Linked DNA regions of Mus musculus: region 2 is linked to region 1. Evidence: chromatin contacts called from public promoter capture Hi-C data. All regions are on one chromosome and are shown on one strand. The core of a region is the stretch at or near the end of the contact, and the rest is flanking DNA. Distances in the headings are between cores, read along the strand shown. Region 1 has its middle 11 kb from the start of Gm47922. Region 2 overlaps Rrp1 (ribosomal RNA processing 1 homolog (S. cerevisiae)).

The links. Promoter capture Hi-C pulls out the DNA fragments that hold promoters and counts their contacts.
Region 2: a promoter capture Hi-C map of embryonic stem cells shows a contact between it and region 1, with 2.5 times the contacts expected there. The contact joins two enhancer-like sites. A contact is called at or near these places in 2 of 39 promoter capture datasets (embryonic stem cells and pre-B cells) and 5 of 115 datasets of contacts at active chromatin or transcription factors (embryonic stem cells, fetal liver, large pre-B cells and 2 more).

Annotation. Positions count from the first base shown.
Region 1 is chr10:78,148,023-78,151,013 of GRCm38.p6, forward strand. No RefSeq gene overlaps it. Among named protein-coding and RNA genes, the nearest start is that of Gm47922, 11 kb to the left of the region's middle. Within about 2 kb of position 1,534, at least 95 of the 459 cell types and tissues checked have an H3K27ac peak or open chromatin away from gene starts, as enhancers often do. A contact at or near this core is called in pro-B cells, where this site is marked.
Region 2 is chr10:78,398,159-78,401,220 of GRCm38.p6, forward strand. It overlaps Rrp1 (ribosomal RNA processing 1 homolog (S. cerevisiae)), which reads right to left. Exons shown (of 13, transcript NM_010925.2): 13 at 2,204-2,826. The coding sequence ends at 2,636. Among named protein-coding and RNA genes, the nearest start is that of Mir6907, 8.9 kb to the right of the region's middle. Within about 2 kb of position 1,438, at least 85 of the 459 cell types and tissues checked have an H3K27ac peak or open chromatin away from gene starts, as enhancers often do. A contact at or near this core is called in pro-B cells, where this site is marked.

The DNA of each region.
Region 1 (2,991 bases), core at 284-2,783:
AAAGACACTCATGTGTCTCTGGAATAGACATTCCTTCCTAATATGGAGATCTGGTCCATGTGCTCTGCTCACTCGCTGTTCTCTCTCTCTCTCTCTCTCTCTCTCTCTCTCTCTCTGGTGACTCATTTGATAAAGAACTAGTCTTTCACTCTTGTCCCCAATAAAAACAGCCTCTGGCTGGGAATCCCTTGAAAAGATCAACTTCCTCTCCAGATAGGGTGGTGACTGTGGCTGTCTCCCTGTCACCTGCTCTGTGGTCAGGTAGCACCTGTCCTGTTTTAGTCCTCCCTAGGAACTTCTTGATCAGGTGAGGGATCGGGAACAAGGGAAGGCTCCTGAAAGTACAGGGTTTGGCCCCGCACACCACTATCTAGTGCCCCAGCAAAGCTACATCTGCTGGCCTTCCCAAAGGTGTGCACCCTGCTACCCCAATGCAAAGGCTACTGGGAGAGCGACTTCCGGTCTCAGGAGCACTTTGTTTTCCTGTCCATGATCTATCACCAATGACCCTGTCACCAGCATCCAGCAGGCAACACTGAGGCCTCCAGGACTTCCTGTGGTAGGTCTCACTGTCTCCAGATCTGTGGGTGGGATGAAGATGGGGTGCCTGCTTCCCTTGCTAACTTGCCTCCCCTTCTAGCTTACCTCAGATCCCCTAAGGGATCAGTCCTGGACAATCTAACTCGCCCCCTCCTTTCTACTTCCTTGTGCATGGCCTATTTTTCCTTTGTAATCCTATCATGTGCACCAGGAACCCCTCACCTCTACTGACTTCTGAAGGGTCACCCTGCCTGGGACTGAGGCTCATATGAGAGAATCCCATGGCCACCTGGGAACGTGTCAGTGGTGGCTCAGGGCATGGTGTCCTTAGGAAGTACCAAGCTTTCCTGAATATACCCATATCTCTAGCTTCCTATTTGCCTCATGTGAATATCTCAGAAGAGCAAACCGGAGCAGGCAAGCCACACCCAATGTGTATAGAGCTGGGCAGGAGGCCTGGGCACCCTGCTTAGTAGGGGTGCAATAAATGCTATGGTCCCACTGTGTGCTCTTTTACTACAGTAGCACAGCAAATTAACTCAGAGCCTTAATGCAGACAAATCCAGTTTCTCATGTCATTTTCGGTTCAAACAGGTTCCATGGTATCTCCCAGGTACTGTCTGGAATCCTGGGGCACTCACAGAGGCCAGGACATAGACTTTCTGTGACAGACCTCTGGAACTTCCTGTTTGGGGCCATGTCAGAAACACCAAAAGATGCTTAATGTGAAATATTTTAGAACTTCTGCTATTCGGCTCAAACCAGGAAGTTCAGGGATGCATGACACAAGACAGAAAATTCTAAAAGAACTTTTTTTTTTTTTTTTTAAAGCACCAAAAAAGATGCCATGGTTTGAAGGCAACTCCACAAATTCCTTTCTTGGTCAGGGAAGTTAGCAGAGCCTGGAGCTCAGGGCACACATGAGTGCACAGGTCTTAAGGAAGCCGAGAGCAGAGTTTAAAATCGAGGGAGCCAATGACGTGCTGGGGGATGCTTTCCCTTCAGGAAATGCTGGCCCTGCCACAGAGCTAGGGCTTGGCCCGAGTCAGCTGTGGAGTGCTGTTATGCCATCTGGTGAATCTCAGCAATAGATCTATACAACCTAGGGGCTCCGGTGGCTCCTGAGAAACTAAAATTAAGAACACAACCCAGCACCAAGGGCGTTCTTAGCAGCACCTGTCCTGTGAAATATCCATTGTCCTGCCCACAGATGCCAGGAATAAAGGGTACCAGGCAGCAGAGGGGACCTAGCAGTTGGGACCCAGCAGATGGGACAATCCAGGTACTGGCCATAGATATAGATGGGGACCCTGCTGAGGTCTCTCCTGTGAACCATTATGTCTTTGATGTGCACCCCCCTCATGCCTCAGCTTACCCCCGTGAATGGGCTCATCTGTGCCCTCACAGAATTCCTGTTAGAGGCTTCATGTCAAACCCTGTGAATGGGACCTTCTCTAAATATGGCTAAAGTTATTTAGCCAGGCTCTGGTGGCACACGCCTTTCATCCCAGCACTCAGGAGGCAGAGGCAGATGGATCACGGAGTTGGAGGCCAGCCTGGTCTACAGAGCAAGTTTCAGGACAGCCAGGGCTGCACAGAGAAACCCCACCTTGAAGAAAACAAAATATAAAATGGTGGTGGTAGTGGTAATAAAATTAGATTATTAGGGTCTTCTAAGAGGGGAAATGTGGATATGGAGGAGGCCTAAGGAAGTGGAGGCCATGAGGAGAGAGAGATGGAGGAGGAGGAGCTGGGGGTGAGGTGGAGTTGGGGATGAGGAGGAGCTGGGGGTGAGGAGGAGCTGGGGTGAGGAGGAGCTGGGGGTGAGGAGGAGCTGGGGGTGAGGAGGAGCTGGGGATGAGGAGGAGCTGGGGTGAGGAGGAGCTGGGGGTGAGGAGGAGCTGGGGATGAGGAGGAGCTGGGGTGAGGAGGAGCTGGGGGTGAGGAGGAGCTGGGGGTGAGGAGGAGCTGGGGGTGAGGAGGAGCTGGGGGTGAGGAGGAGCTGGGGGTGAGGAGGAGCTGGGGGTGAGGAGGAGCTGGGGGTGAGGAGGAGCTGGGGATGAGGAGGAGCTGGGGGTGAGGAGGAGCTGGGGATGAGGAGGAGCTGGGGGTGAGGAGGAGCTGGAGAAGATGAAGGAACAGAGATATGGCAAGAGAGATGTCATGAAGCAGAGGTCCTAAGAAAATGGAGGCCACATGGAGATTTAGATCATCAGAGAAAGATTATGAGAAAGACCATGAGGAGACAGGCCATAAGATAGAGGCCCTGAGGGAGGTCATCATTAGATAAGAGACCATGAGGGAATGGAGGGCACGGTCTGGACAATGCCGTGGCACACTAACGGATACCCAAGATGCCCTGGGAAGCCTGGGGCAGCTCCTCCACAGAGCCTTAGAAAGAGCTAGCCCTCTGACATTTGGTTTAGGAGAACCAATCCTTAATATTTTAGG
Region 2 (3,062 bases), core at 188-2,687, 250 kb after region 1:
CCCCCCCCCGCGTGGTGTGAGTGTGTGGGGCTGTTCTTGTCTTCTTGTTTGATCCCCTGGTGATCTTAAGAGAAAACCTTCAGGGCCCCAGGATAGCCTTCAGAGCTGATCCAAGCCATAATATCCCCAGCTTGGGTTTTTGCTTGCTCTGTGGCCTTCAGACATCATCCCTATTGCAATGAAAGGTGTGTGTGTGTGTGTGTGTGTGTGTGTGTGTTGTTTTGTTCGACTAGCCTCGAACTCGAGAGTCTCCTGCCTCTGCCTCTTGAGTGCCGGAGTTAAAAGTATGTACCACCACCGCCAGGTTGGAAAAATATTAAAAATAAATTACATTCAGTCCACCTCTCTGTAACTACTACAGGCTCTCAACTTGGGGACTCAAATACCTGTAGATGCAAACTGTCCAAAAGCAACAGTTTCACATTGAGTATGGTCTGCACTGAACTTGCATGTGCCTCCCCTCACCCCTTATTTCCTTTAACAAAGCATGGCAGCCATTGGTGTAGACTTTTGCCTTGTACCAAGAGTGAACATGAAGTACATAGGAAGTTCTATGGGGTTCTGTGAAGATAGTTTGGAGATTTTAGTGTTAGTTAGGGATTTTAGTGTTGGTGATGCTCAGTGTTTGTGGGGGTCCTGAAACCCACCTCCCCATCAGTACCAAGAAATTCCTTTTCTCCTGTGTGTTCATGTGTGTGTGTGTTCATGTGTGTTTGTGTTCATGTGTGTATGTGTCTGTTCATGTGTGTATGGGCTTGGGGAGGGGCCTGTTTTCTGATGGAGGTCACACAGTCAAAGAGGCAGAGCCTCTCCTGGTCCATCACCTCCTTAGATCAACTGGACTGCCCAGAAAAGAACAAGGTAGCCAGGTGAGCATCCGCATGAACTGCCACACCCAACAGGACAGGGCATGGCAAGTTCCCACACTGTGAACAGGGGGTACTGCTGGGTCGCCTGGTTCACCCCCATAGTCTGGGGCTGTATGTCGGAGGCCAAGCCGCGGACTGACAGGCGAGGGTTCACACTGGGAGCAGGGGCTGTCATTCGGAAGACCCGCAACAGGTGAGTTGCAGAAAAGCCTGGTGGTTCTTCAAACAGCTGCCCAGGCAGCTGCACTCCTGGGTGTCTCCCCCCCACCCCCCGAGAGCAGTAAAGAGGCCTGAGCCCTGAGAACAGCTCAGTGACATGCAAAGACCATGCATCACTGCACAATCCCAAGTGCGCCTGTGCAGAGCAGCCCCACCCCCACCCCCCACCGACATGACGCAGATCAGAGGCTGCCGACCCAGGGAGCAGGCTCACCAGGCGTAACAGATGTGTAACTGCTGGCGGCTGCCCAGTTCTGAGAATATCCTGTTATCTCACGAATGAGACAGTGGGTATGTGCCTTGTGACTGCTCTCAAAGCTGTGAACACGGGATTGAAGATGGCCACTTTCGCACAGATAATGTTATCCTCTGGGGTGCATGGCACTGCCTGATCTCCATCAGTCAAGATCCACAGTCAATGTTGAGGGACTTGGTGATTCTTGTCTGGAGTCAAGCAGTTACTAAAGAGACTGCAGACATAGAAGTGCTTCACATGGTGGTGCTGGCTGCAGGTCTCCCCCAGGGGAAACAGGCGTAGAACCCAGGGCCTCACTCAATTAGAACCAGGGTGTCACACCCAGTGACTGTCCTAAGCAGCTCTCTCAGAATGGTGACCCACACCACCCAATGCTGTCTCCTGTGCACTCTGGGATGTGCTTAGGCTACCACAGCGTCCAGGGGCAGAGACTGCTTAGGCACTGTCTTTCCTCCCATGACCTGGCCTCCTGCAGCCCTGGATGCCCCAGTAGTGACCCCAAGGAAGGGACAAGCCCATAGCAGCAGGGCTTGAGTCTGCTCTATTCAGAATAAGAGCCCAGTCAGGTCATGCTCAGGCTGCCAGCTGGGGTCTCTATAAATGCTGTGTACAGTGTCCCAAAGAGAGGTGGTGACAACAGCCAGGCTCTCCTGCCATGGCCCTGTCACTTCAGTCTCAGGAACCTCCTGAAAACCCTCAACAATGCAAGTCTGAGATAGGAGCACAGAGCATGAACCCACGGGCAGGCTCTATTGCAAGGGTTCTCAGATGCACATAAACTCAAAAGTAAGATGAAAATACACACCTCACCCAGGAAGTGACATCTGCTATACCCCTACACACACACACACACACACATCCAAAAATGGGAGAAGCAGCCATGTGCTGTAAGGACCCGCAGTTTATTTGTGGGCAGCCAAGGGTGGAGGGGACAGTGACCACACAGTTACTTGGTTTTGTTTTCCTGACTATGGTGGAGGGAAGCTGAGACAGGGATTTACTCTGCAACCCAGGCTGGACTCAGTCTCCAGATCTTCTGGCCTCTCTGGCTAGGATCAGGCACAGCCATAGCATATGTACAAGTGAAATGTTGAGTGTTTTTCTGAGATGCAGGTCATGGCTCTGAGGCAGGATCATGCTTAAAGGCTGGGACTAAACCAAGAGTTTCTTCCGTCCTCCTCCTGCTCCTCCCCTATAGGACGGACGCTCAGAACCTCGGCATTCAGAGGCTGCAGGAGCATGCCCAGGTATCCTGCCCCATTCCACCATGTGCCAGCCTGGGCTGTGCACCTCACTCTGCACTCTGTGATGACTGTATCCTCTTCTTGGGTTGCTGGGCCCCAGCCCCCTTTGCCCTAGCCCCGGGCTTCCTCCTCTTCCCAGGAGGACCCCCTTGGCCAGCCTTCTCATCCGTTTTCCTGTTCCTCTTCCTCTTCCTTCCTGGGCCTGGGTCTGCACTTGAGGATTCTGCCTCACTCCCCGCTGTGGACAAAGTAAGGCTTGTGAGCAAACTCCTGGGACAATATGGTGTCCTTCAGTCACGGCAGTGCCAGCACTGGGGACAGCACCAGCTATGGCTGCTGACCAGGGTGAGCTTCATCCTGGGTCCCAGGATGATCCCAGGGAGGGCTCAGGAACTGATCTCCAGAAAGACTAGCCAGAGGACAGGGTGAAGGGCCCAGACATGGAGCAGGGTGTGAAGACAGTGCAGGAAGAGA